Linked DNA regions of Zea mays: regions 2 and 3 are each linked to region 1. Evidence: chromatin contacts called from public Hi-C data. All regions are on one chromosome and are shown on one strand. The core of a region is the stretch at or near the end of the contact, and the rest is flanking DNA. Distances in the headings are between cores, read along the strand shown. Region 1 holds the start of LOC100216732. Region 2 holds the start of LOC100191164 (putative inactive dual specificity protein phosphatase-like). Region 3 holds the start of LOC103647118 (E3 ubiquitin-protein ligase listerin).

Region 1 (3,587 bases), core at 390-2,889:
ATTACCTGCAAGAAACATGTAGTGGCTATTATTTAGATTGAGTTATAAAAAGCAATTAAGAGCAGCCGAAACTTCATTTGCTAAGTGTACCTTGTTTGCAGAGTGCAAGTATAAAACTACTCAGCACAAAACTAGCCACTCCAGCATCCTGCATCCAAGATTTATTAAAGACCTCCAGGGCCCGTTCATATTTATTTTCCTGGCACAACATATTGATGAAGGACGTGTATGTTGCACCATCTGGGGCCACACCTTTCTGGAACATATGGTCAAAGAGTTGTTGGACCTCTTGGCTTTCACCCATTTCTGTAAATTTTGTTATGAGTATATTGTATGTCTGCAGATTTGGGCTACACCCACTGGTAAACATCTCATCCCACAACTTCTTGGCTGGCCTAAGAAGGTCATTTCTACACAGCGCTTCCATAAGGGAGTTATATGATGAAATGTCAGGCTCTAGCCTCTTTTTTTTCACCTCCTTGAGCACATCATATGCCTCCCTAACCTTTCCAGCCTTCCCTAAGAATGACACCACCAAATGGTAACCCCTTGCATTCCTACAATACCCCTTGTCCAAAAGCACCCTCAAAATCTCCCACATTTCGTCGCCCTTCCCACTTTTGCAAAGACTCTCGCAAAGGTGTGCAAGCATCTCAGTACTTGGAAACCTCCCCTTCCCCATCATGAACTTGCAGAACATGGCAGCACCATCGACATCAATCTCAGACACTGAACCAACCAAAATGTTCAGCACATCATCATCAATTGGGAAATCTCCCAACACAACCGCCTCGGCAATCTCCTTCGCTTCTCTAAACAGCCTGTTGGACACCAACACAAGCACACATTCCCTGTACTCATCCTTTCTAGGCGCAACACCAAGCTTCCTCTTCTGCTTCAAGATCCTTCCTTCCTCTTCCACCCTCCCCTGTACCCTAAACCCCTCGGCCACAATCCTATATGCCAAGAAATCTGGTTTCCACCCACGTAGCCTCATCTCATCCATAGCACGCCAAGCATCCTCAATTCGTCCCTCCCTACACATACCGTCCACAAGCATTGCCACCACAACCGACCTGTTAACCCGTCTCCCTTGACAGCCCACCACATCCACCAGGCGCAGGACCTCAGCCAGTCCGTCATCTTTCCTACCTGCGGCATTAACAAACACCCCGAACCCAACGGTGTTCAGCTCGACAGCTCCTGCCAGCATTCTATCGAACACCTTGCGCGCGTGGCCGAGAGACCCAGTGGACGACGCTAGCGCTGAGAGAAGGGAATTGCATAGCGGTACGGGTAAAGGAGCGGTGGGGTCAGAATCCGGGAGGAGACTGAAGTGTGCGAGGGCATCGGGTAGACGACCGTGGCGGAGGAGCGCTGAGGCGGCAAGCGCGCGGGTGACCGGGAGGAGCGGGAGCCGCGCGGCGCGGGCGCGGGAGAGAGCGGCTAGGAGGGAGGGGAGGTGCGACGCGACGGATGCGAGGTGCGTGTGGAAGGCGGGCGGGCTGAAGGCGGGCGCGGCGGCGGTGTGAGAGGGACAGGACGGTGAGAGACGGGGACGAGCGGAGACAGAGAGCGGGCGCGCGGCGTCGGCGACGCGGGAGAGGAAGGTGGAAGAGCGTGGCGCCATCGTGGCATCGCCGCAGCGAGCAAAGTAGGCTTAAGTTACCATCGTCTCGTCCTATCTGGAGCAAACTCCTTGCCTACCGGTCTCATTCCATATTTAAATCCCCACTTTTCCCTGTTTGTTTCGGCTTGTGGCAGCTTTTGGCCACCAAAAGCTGCTGCGTACTGCCAAACGCTCAGTTTTTCAGTCAGTTTCTATAAAATTCGTTGGGGGCAAAAACCATCCAAAATCTACATAAACACATAATCGATTGAGTCGTTGTAATAGTAGGAATCCATCACTTTCTAGATCCTGAGCCTATGAACAACTTTATCTTCCTCCACACGTAATCGTAATAATACTCAGATTCTCCCCACAGCTAAATTTTCTCCACAGCCAGATTTTCAGAAAAGCTGGTCAGAAAAAAGCTGAACCAAACATGCCCTTTAAATAATGTATCTACAGTACAAAATAGTAATTTGTATGACCCTTTATACGATTTATTGAAGATAGCCTTAGTACATGTTTGATCTAGGAGCTAAAATAAAATTGACTAAAGTTAGTCAGAGCTAAAGATCTAGATACGAAGAGCTAAAAGTAACTAAGTTATTTTTTTACGTGACTAAATTATAGTCACTTTTGTTTTAGCTCATATGATCTAAACAACCTCTTAGGTCCCGTCTGTTTTCTTTTATTTTGAGGAATTGGAATTTTACTAATGAAATAAACTATTTTTTTAGTATGTGACATTCTACCACTTTCCAAAGTTATCATATAAGTCTATCTCAAATTTATAGGATGAGAGATGGAAATTGATTCTATAGATTTACATGCTATTTTTCCGATGTACAAATTATAGCACACTCTTCTATTTGCTTCGCTATAACATAAATGTAGTATATAACTATCTCTCTCATATGATTTAGAATAATATACAAATATATTACATATATAAATATATAAACTTAATTAGTTTTGTCTAAATTATAATTATTGAAATGGAATTCAATTCCAACGAAACAAACGAAACAAACGGGGCCTTAATGTTTTTGGGAAATGATTTGTAATTTTGATATGGAAGATGCTATATTGTTTATAAAGTTGATTATTTTATACTTGTTTTAATTAATATATTGCCAGTTAATACAGAACAAAGCAAGACAATATAGAACAGAACAGGCTTATATAAGCTATGCCAAGAACTAATATGTTTGTTGCAATATTTACACGAAATGTCTTCAAAAGAGCTGAGCAGACATATATAGTTATATAGAGGACACAAAATAAACATTCTACAACTTAAAAGGCTACCGATGATCTGAGAAAATCTTTAGTTCCTAAAAGATTTGTTGTTCGTTTTTTCTTTGATGTGCAGGGTCCATGCTTGAACATGTAGTTCGAATATGAAATATAATAATATCTTCATTTATGGAGTACAAAAATTAGTGAGTCGTTGTTGTATATTTTTGCAAGCAATGGTAGGTTGTTTGCAATAGATAATAAAGAAATCAAATAAGCAGAAAATAAAGAGATCAAAACGTTTAATATAAGTGGCTACCACATTTAATATGTATCTTCTATCTGCATTTCTATATGGTACTAAGTTTGGGATGAGCTTAAATACACCGTTTGGGATGAGCTTAAATACACCAGAAAGTACACCCAGATTTAAAGGATAAAACCGGATGCGTCTCATATATATGCCAAGGAAACATCACATATAATGACAAAGAGTGTAGAGATAAATGTCATTATTACACAACGGAAGTCTTACAAAAATAAATAGTAATAATAAAGCGAACTAAATATTATTTCCCTGGCGCCACAAAGCTGATTGGGAGACGCCACCTAGATCAACTCGTATGCTTCATTGTAGGGCGGCTCCTCTTCGACCACCTACTCTTCACCTGTGGGAGGTTTATATATCGCAAGAGTGAGCTCACAAAAGATCATAGCTCAACAAGTTGTGGAGAATAATGTG
Region 2 (3,587 bases), core at 603-3,102, 420 kb after region 1:
TTTAAGATCTCTTGGGTTTGAGATTTTTCCTGCAAAAAGAATACCCAAGTGAAGCGAGAATAATCATCCACAATATCTGTAAAAAGACAATTGTAGCCCATTTTGCATAATTATAAAAAGACTAAGTGTTTGGAGTGAATTTGGGACTCGAAGAGGATTTGATCTTTTGTATTGTGTCTTGGAGTGAATGCTAGAGCTCTTGTATTGAATGTGATGTTCAGATAACTTGGATGCTTGAAGTTATGGTGGTTGGGGGTATTTATAGCCTCCAACCACCAAGGTAGCCGTTGGGGAGGCTGCTGTCGATGGGCGCACCGGACACTTATTGTTCAGTGTCCGGTGCGCCGCCACGTCACCCAACCGTTAGGGTTCTTGGGCCGTTGATCGTTGGCGCCTTTGTCTTCTTGTGGCACCGGACAGTCTGGTGGTGCACCGGACAGTCCGGTGCTCCTCTGACCCGCTGCTCTGACCTATGCCACGCACTGTGCTGCACTGTTCCTGCTGTCAGAGTCGACTGTTGCGCGGAGGTAGCCATTGCTCCGCTGGCTCACCGGACAGTCCGGTGAATTATAGCGGAGCGCACCTGTGTTTTCCCGAGAGTGGTTGGTTGACCCTTGTACGGTCCTGGTGCACCGGACACTGTCTGGTGCGCCAGACCACAGCACACTCAAGTCCCTTTTGCTCCTTTTGAATTGGGTCCCTAACTTGAATATTTATTGGTTTGTGTTGAACTTTTATGCACATGTAATACATGAATTCTTGGCAAACTAGTTAGTCCATGTGTTCGTGTTGACGATCAACCACCAAAATTAATTATAGAAAAATATTAACCCTATTTCTCTTTCAGTTCCCCAGCGGAGTCACCAAAAAGTGTGTTGGCGCCGATCCGGACGCTAATCACTAGGGGTGTATCGTCTAGTGGTGCCCTCTGTGGCGCGGACGGTCCGTGGCTCTGGGCCGGACGGTCCGCGACCTAGGTGCAGGAGCGGCGCCTTCCCTGCGTCGCACCGGACGATCCGCGCACAGGGTCGGGCGGTTCACGATGGCGCAGGGTCGTCTTCCTCCTTGCTGGAATCTAGATCTTGCCCCTGGAGAGAGATCTTAGGGCACTCTGGGTCGACAGGCCACCCGGGACGTCCCCAAACGACATGGAGTCACCTATAAATTAAGAGACAACCGAGATATAGTATTATGAATGAACAACTAGATCTTGCCCCCGGGAGGGGTAAGATCCTAGGGTCGTCTTGGGGTCGGCAGACCATCAAGACGGATCTAGACGACGTAGAGTCGAATAGGGGTGGATGTGAATATGCGAAAGGCTACAACTATAACTACGGTACATCTACTCCTAGGGCAGAAAAAGTAAATATAGTGGATAGATTCGATGGAAATGTATTCGGTGGTTCTCAATCGGTCATACCCCTTTATATTTATAGGAGAGGATGTCTGGACCTGTTCTAGGAGATAGCCAACAACTCACACGTGATTAAATGGATAACCACACACGAGATAAGAATAATCACCTGAGTTGATCTGATCGGGAGGTCGCGGACCGTCCGGGCCCTAGGGCCGAACCATCCGCCACTTTTGGTGTTCAACAGCATTGACTCTAATCTAACTCAACATATGTGGATTGGGTCAATATTAGATTATCCAAATTAGAACTCAGTGACAAATGGACAAAAGCAGCAGGCTGTCTGTGAAAGGTGCAAGAACACAGCCAGCCTTTTATTTCCATTCCATTCAGTTCAATTCTATGGAGCTAGCCAGGCAGGATGCTACGTATAGAACACGACCCAGCGGCAAAGACAAGACAAGAGGAGATTTGCTCTATATGCACCCCATGTTGTTAGATGATGTCACGTTGTTGATGTAAGGACTCCTCGTCCATCGGTTCCACACAGTTCGCTGCGATTTTAATTCACCCGCTTTTGCTTTTTCTGCAGTCAAAACGGCTTTAATCCAGCATCCTAACAGCCTCAGGATTGTTGAAAAAAAACTAGGTCTTCCACTCTTCCTCCACTAGTCTACTCGGCAGATTTCACTGACTCTCACCGGCGGTCTTTGTGCCTCCACCGGCCGCCGCCATGCCGTACCTCGTCCGCGAGCGGCTCTACTTCGGCGGCATCAAAGACGCCATTGCCGCCCTCACGGAGTCTTCCTCCACGCCGGACTTCACCCACGTCCTCTCCGTGGTCAGCTCCGCCTCCATCTCCTTCATCACCGATTGCCGCCCGGGCCTCGAGATCCCCACCGAGGAGGTCCTCCGCGTAGTCGCCGGCGAGGAGGGCGCGGCACCGACTGCCGCGGTTCCCCCGGGGACGCTGATGCGGGTGGTGGAGCGCGCCGGGCACGGGCTGCGGGTCACGCGCATGGCCGTGCCGCTGCGGGACACCGAGGAGGCGGACCTGCTCGACCGCCTCGAGCCCTGCCTTGAGTTCATCGATGAGGGCAGGAAGGTCGGGAATGTCCTCGTCCATTGCTTTGCTGGGGTGTCGAGGAGGTAGGACATCTGGATCGTTGCCATTTTCGATTTCGTTTTGTGGGTACATTTAGGATCTCTACTTCGGAGCAGTCATGTTTAACAATGGCATTAGGTTCGGCACGGTAGTAATAACATAGCAGCACGAATGCGATTTGGAGATATGAACTTTGACCAAACCAATTGGTCTTGCGATAAGAACTGAATGCTTGTGAGTTGTGACACAAACCACTTGGAGTAGGCCGATGCCTGTTTGACAATTGCGAATTGGAAAACAATGTAGCGTTTCTATTTAGTAAATTGGTTAGCACAAGACTGTTCACGTGTAATACTGTCAACTCCCTTTTGCATCTTTGTATATTTATTCATGGTTGATTTCAAATTTACTGCAGCGCTTCCATCATTGTTGCTTATCTTATGAGAGCAGAACAGAAATCTCTTGAAGGTCTGAACTCTCTTTTCCTGGAAAGAGCACATGTATCTTTTCATCTATAATTGAATTTTACTCATGTTGCTTTTTTTCAGAAGCATTAGAAGCTCTGAAGGAGATTTCTGAGTCGGCGTGCCCAAACGATGGTTTTCTTGACCAGGTGAGATTTGCTCATGATCTGCTGGCAGCATATGAACTATGTAGTGTTTATTGCTTAGCTGAATATTCTGTGCCCTGCAGCTGAAATTATTTGAAGAAATGGGCTTCAAAGTTGATACTTCAAGTCCTTTGTACAAGAGATTCCGCTTGAAATTATTAGGTTAGTCCTGATCCATTTTGGTTAAAGTGGTGTTTACGAGTTGTTGTCACATAAGTTTGAGTTAATAGGCCTTCTACAGTTTTGATGGGGTTTTCTCTATGTTTTATTTGTTTGGTCTCTCCTTGACTACTCTCACTGAAAACAGTGTCAGTTAGTTGCCCATGTGTGGTTTAGGTAGACCAATAGACCAGATGCATGCTTTCAAAAGGAAACTTGCTGACACTGAGAATCATTAAGGGGCTGTTTGGTTTCGAGCGCTAGCCAAGTTTGGCCACCAGGCAGCGTTCCCAGGCGTTCGATTTTGAGCGCCTGGGGCTGGGATCCGTTGCCTGGTAGGCAACTGCCTGGGAGGGCAC
Region 3 (3,587 bases), core at 647-3,146, 300 kb before region 1:
GAACTTCTCTGTTATAGTCAAGTAGCAGCCTCTTGTACTCAAATGCCTAAAAAGAAATAAAACATTCAAGATAATATAGTACCAAACCATGCTACCTTTCCCTTTCTTCACATTAACACATATTCAACCTTACTAGGAATATAAGCAAATATAGAACTAACATGAGGTAGAAAGTCTAAACAGCAGTCTTGCATTCATAGGATCTCATTTAATAAGTCAGCAACAAATCTAAGGCATTCATGGATTAAAAGGAAACAATCTACTCACACCACAAAAAGACTACAAGCCCTTACTGCCATTTGTAGGAAACAGAGCTCCAAAAGAGCATTAGGTTATGATACAAAAACTTCCATATATACCATAATATAAATATGTGTATGCCAGATAATGAATATTTACTTTGATACTAGACAGATTCTCATAAAGATATGAAAATAGTACAAAGTACGGCATATAAGAAAGTTGCCAGTTGTACTCTGATAAGGACCATGACAATATAAGATCAGGATAAAAATGCAGCAGAGAAATCGAGAATCAAGAAAAAAATACCCATTGTGGAACAATCTGCACAACTTCCTCACAAGGTTTTTGTCCAAAGAGTATAGAGAGAGTAGATAAGGCCTTGATCTGCATTCAAGAATAGAAAAGAGAAGGGTAACACATAGTAAAGCAACTTCTTTAAAAAACACATAGTACCGCAGCAATGTTATAGATGTTTTTTTCCATTTTCTTCAATGCAGAAAAGATGTGACATTCTAGGAAGAAAATGGTAGGACAAACAAAAATTATTAGGAAACTGTAGCATCTCCTCTGAAAGATAATGATGAAACCTCAGACTTGACAGCACAGCTACTCCCTTTTATTGCATGAATGTGTGATAGAAGAACTGAATTCTTGGTATATATAAAAATTTGGGAATTGATACTTGACAGAAAACAATGATATGGTGAATGAACCTTAACTAAATATTATCAGCACAAGAGCAGAAATGCTATTATACAATATAGTGAGGGAAAAATGTCTGTGAAAGGAATCTGACATACAATATATTGAGGGAAAAACAAAGGCCTGCAAAAGGAATATGACTAGCAATCTGACCTTTGTTGTTGCATCTTTCCTTCCCAGCCTCTTTAGGTTCTGGAGTACTTCACCATCCACATCCTACATATAATATTAGAAATAAGGTATCAGAATGTCCACGAGCCTGAAGCCACAAAATGAGGCAAACTAAAACCAGCGCTAGTGAACTGAACTCAGAGGCTGTTGGTGGTGCCATGTGAACCTAGATGCTGCTGAACTCAAAACAGATAGGTGTAGCATGAAGCATGTTGTTATGACACCATATAGAATGAAAGATAAGGTGTTACACTGCTATTACACCTACAAATCCAGGTCCAACTCTCTACCGATGCTAAAACTGAGAGCCAATTCGACTAATTTCTATCACAGTGGACTAGTAAATAGTAGATGCTGGCTGCGTAGATAGGATTGTCCGAATTTAGGACCGAAGTATCCCTCCCGCAAAGCTAGTATGAAAAACTATTCCACTAGTGGTGAACTAAGGAGAGACAGACAGAGAGAAAGAGGGGGGCATACTGGGGTAAGGCGAATCGGGGCGTCTGGGTCGGAGGGCGCAGCGGGCTCAACACGGACGGCGCCATGGTAGCCGCCGAAACCGACGGTGGGGACGGCGCCATGGGCGTGCGGTACCAGCGACGCCGCCATGCCGCTGCTGGACGCGCGGCCCTTCTGCTTCCCCATCGAGGTTGATCCCTCGTCTCGTCTCGCCCGCTTACTTCACAGCCGCGCCGCCGCTCGAATCGAAGACGACGACGGAAGCAGCAGGTGAAGAATTTTGTTGGGCATTCGCTTATTTGGTTTCCTTCAGCCTTCATACTTGTTACTACTATTTTTGCTTCGGCTGTGTGGTGTAGCCGGCCCATGACGACGAATTGGGCAACCGGAGATACCACCCAATGGGCCTTAGCCCTTCTCAACATTCATTGTTCACCTGACCCAACCCAGCCCAACATGCTTATCAGAAAATCTTGAGCAGCGTCATGAGACGAGCGGTTACCAGGCCCAGCACGCAGCACGCAGCACGCCCGTATTCTGTTCGAACTCGCGTCGGCCGTTCCGAAATATTCGGACTCGGACACACAGCGCCCGCGCTATATGTATCAGCCCCGCCCGCGCGTAAAATCCTCGAGTTCTAGCTATACGTGTATATTCGGGCCGCCCGGCCCAGCCCGGCCCAAGCCCAAAAAAGCCCGTATTGTTTGAATTTTAGGTCGGTCTGGCCCGTTTGAATTCCGGGCCGTGCCGGGCCGGCCCATGGTCCGTAATTGCTTAAACGTGCCGGGCTTATTTCGGGCGGCCTGAAATTCAATTTTTGGCTCGAAATTTAGTTTTTGGCCCGAAATTCACATTAGAGCCTCAAATTCAAAACAAATTTATTAAAATAAATAAGAGATAAGACAAATAAATTTGACCAAAAGCAAACTTAATATTTGTATTAAGTTACCAGAGCTATGCAATGACTACCTCGTTTACAAATCATTTTGTAGAAAGAAAAAGAGTATAATCAGCTCTATATATAGTTCGTAAGTTTATTTCATTATCTAATGTTCATAACAATAATAAAATTACATCACATACTCTAATTCAAAGCTACAAAAAACATCTAACTAACATTATCTCTAGCTTTATGTTTTTTATCAAGTACATGAAAGTGTGGAATGAAGTGTGGTTTTAATAAATATATGGGCCTTTTCGTGCCTCTATATGGGCCATTTCGTGTCTGCCTTAAACGGGCCGTGCTCGTGCCCGCCCATGGGCCGCGACCTCGGCCCAGACCTGGCCCGATATATCGGGCCGTGCCGACCCGGCACTAAATTATTTCGAGTTGTGTCGTACCTAGGTCGTGCTTTTTTCCCGTGCTTCGAGCCGGCCTATCAGGCCCGGCCCAAATGTACACCTATAGTTCTAGCCGACCACCACGCCAACGCAGGATCTCCTGCAATTCTGTTGACGAGACCGGCTTCCGACCAAGAACGACAACGACAGAAGAGATGAAGCGCGCGCCGCCGCGGTGGCCGAAGGGAAACGTGCCCCCAGGCCCCAGGGTACTGCTCCAAGCCGACCCGCCGGGAGCTCCGCAGGCTGCGCCTCAGGTCGAGTGCGGCGGACGGCGACGACCGGCAGCAGCCCGAGGCCAACGACGTGCCGGCCCCGTGCAACAAGAGGCAGCGGTAGCGCGCGGCGCGGCGCACCAGGTGGAGCTCCAGTGCGACGTGGGTTTCCGGACGGCGGCGCCCAATGTCGGGTCCTCCTATACCACCGTTGTTGCGCTGCCGTCGGCGCCTCCAGATGTCATCGGGTGCTCCTCCCATACCAGCATGTCGTCCCAGGCTGTTGCTACTGCGCCGGTGACCGAACTGGCCGTAGAAGCGTTGGCTGTTTGTCAATACCAACCCAAGATGGAACGAGGCCACTGCACTGCCATCCGTGGCGGCGCGCGTATACATCAATGAGCCACAATCATTGGAGACTAACAACTGACGTGGAATTTATTGTGCAAGAATTTG

The links. Hi-C and Micro-C count contacts between places; a contact is called where the count stands out from the background.
Region 2: a Hi-C map of endosperm shows a contact between it and region 1, with 4 times the contacts expected there. The contact joins the promoter of LOC100191164 here to the promoter of LOC100216732 in region 1. A contact is called at or near these places in 3 of 25 Hi-C or Micro-C datasets (ear, endosperm and tassel).
Region 3: a contact with region 1 is called in a Hi-C map of ear, with 3 times the contacts expected there. The contact joins the promoter of LOC103647118 here to the promoter of LOC100216732 in region 1. A contact is called at or near these places in 8 of 25 Hi-C or Micro-C datasets (bundle sheath, ear, endosperm and 2 more).

The regions. Positions count from the first base shown.
Region 1 is chr2:151,977,015-151,980,601 of Zm-B73-REFERENCE-NAM-5.0, forward strand. It overlaps LOC100216732, which reads right to left and starts at 1,640. Exons shown (of 3, transcript NM_001367563.1): 1 at 91-1,640; 2 at 1-5. The coding sequence starts at 1,630.
Region 2 is chr2:152,400,427-152,404,013 of Zm-B73-REFERENCE-NAM-5.0, forward strand. LOC100191164 (putative inactive dual specificity protein phosphatase-like) reads left to right here and starts at 1,853. Exons shown (of 6, transcript NM_001136599.1): 1 at 1,853-2,503; 2 at 2,875-2,927; 3 at 3,008-3,072; 4 at 3,153-3,231. The coding sequence starts at 2,088.
Region 3 is chr2:151,680,774-151,684,360 of Zm-B73-REFERENCE-NAM-5.0, forward strand. It overlaps LOC103647118 (E3 ubiquitin-protein ligase listerin), which reads right to left and starts at 1,897. Exons shown (of 15, transcript XM_008671676.3): 1 at 1,597-1,897; 2 at 1,099-1,161; 3 at 550-627; 4 at 1-46. The coding sequence starts at 1,761.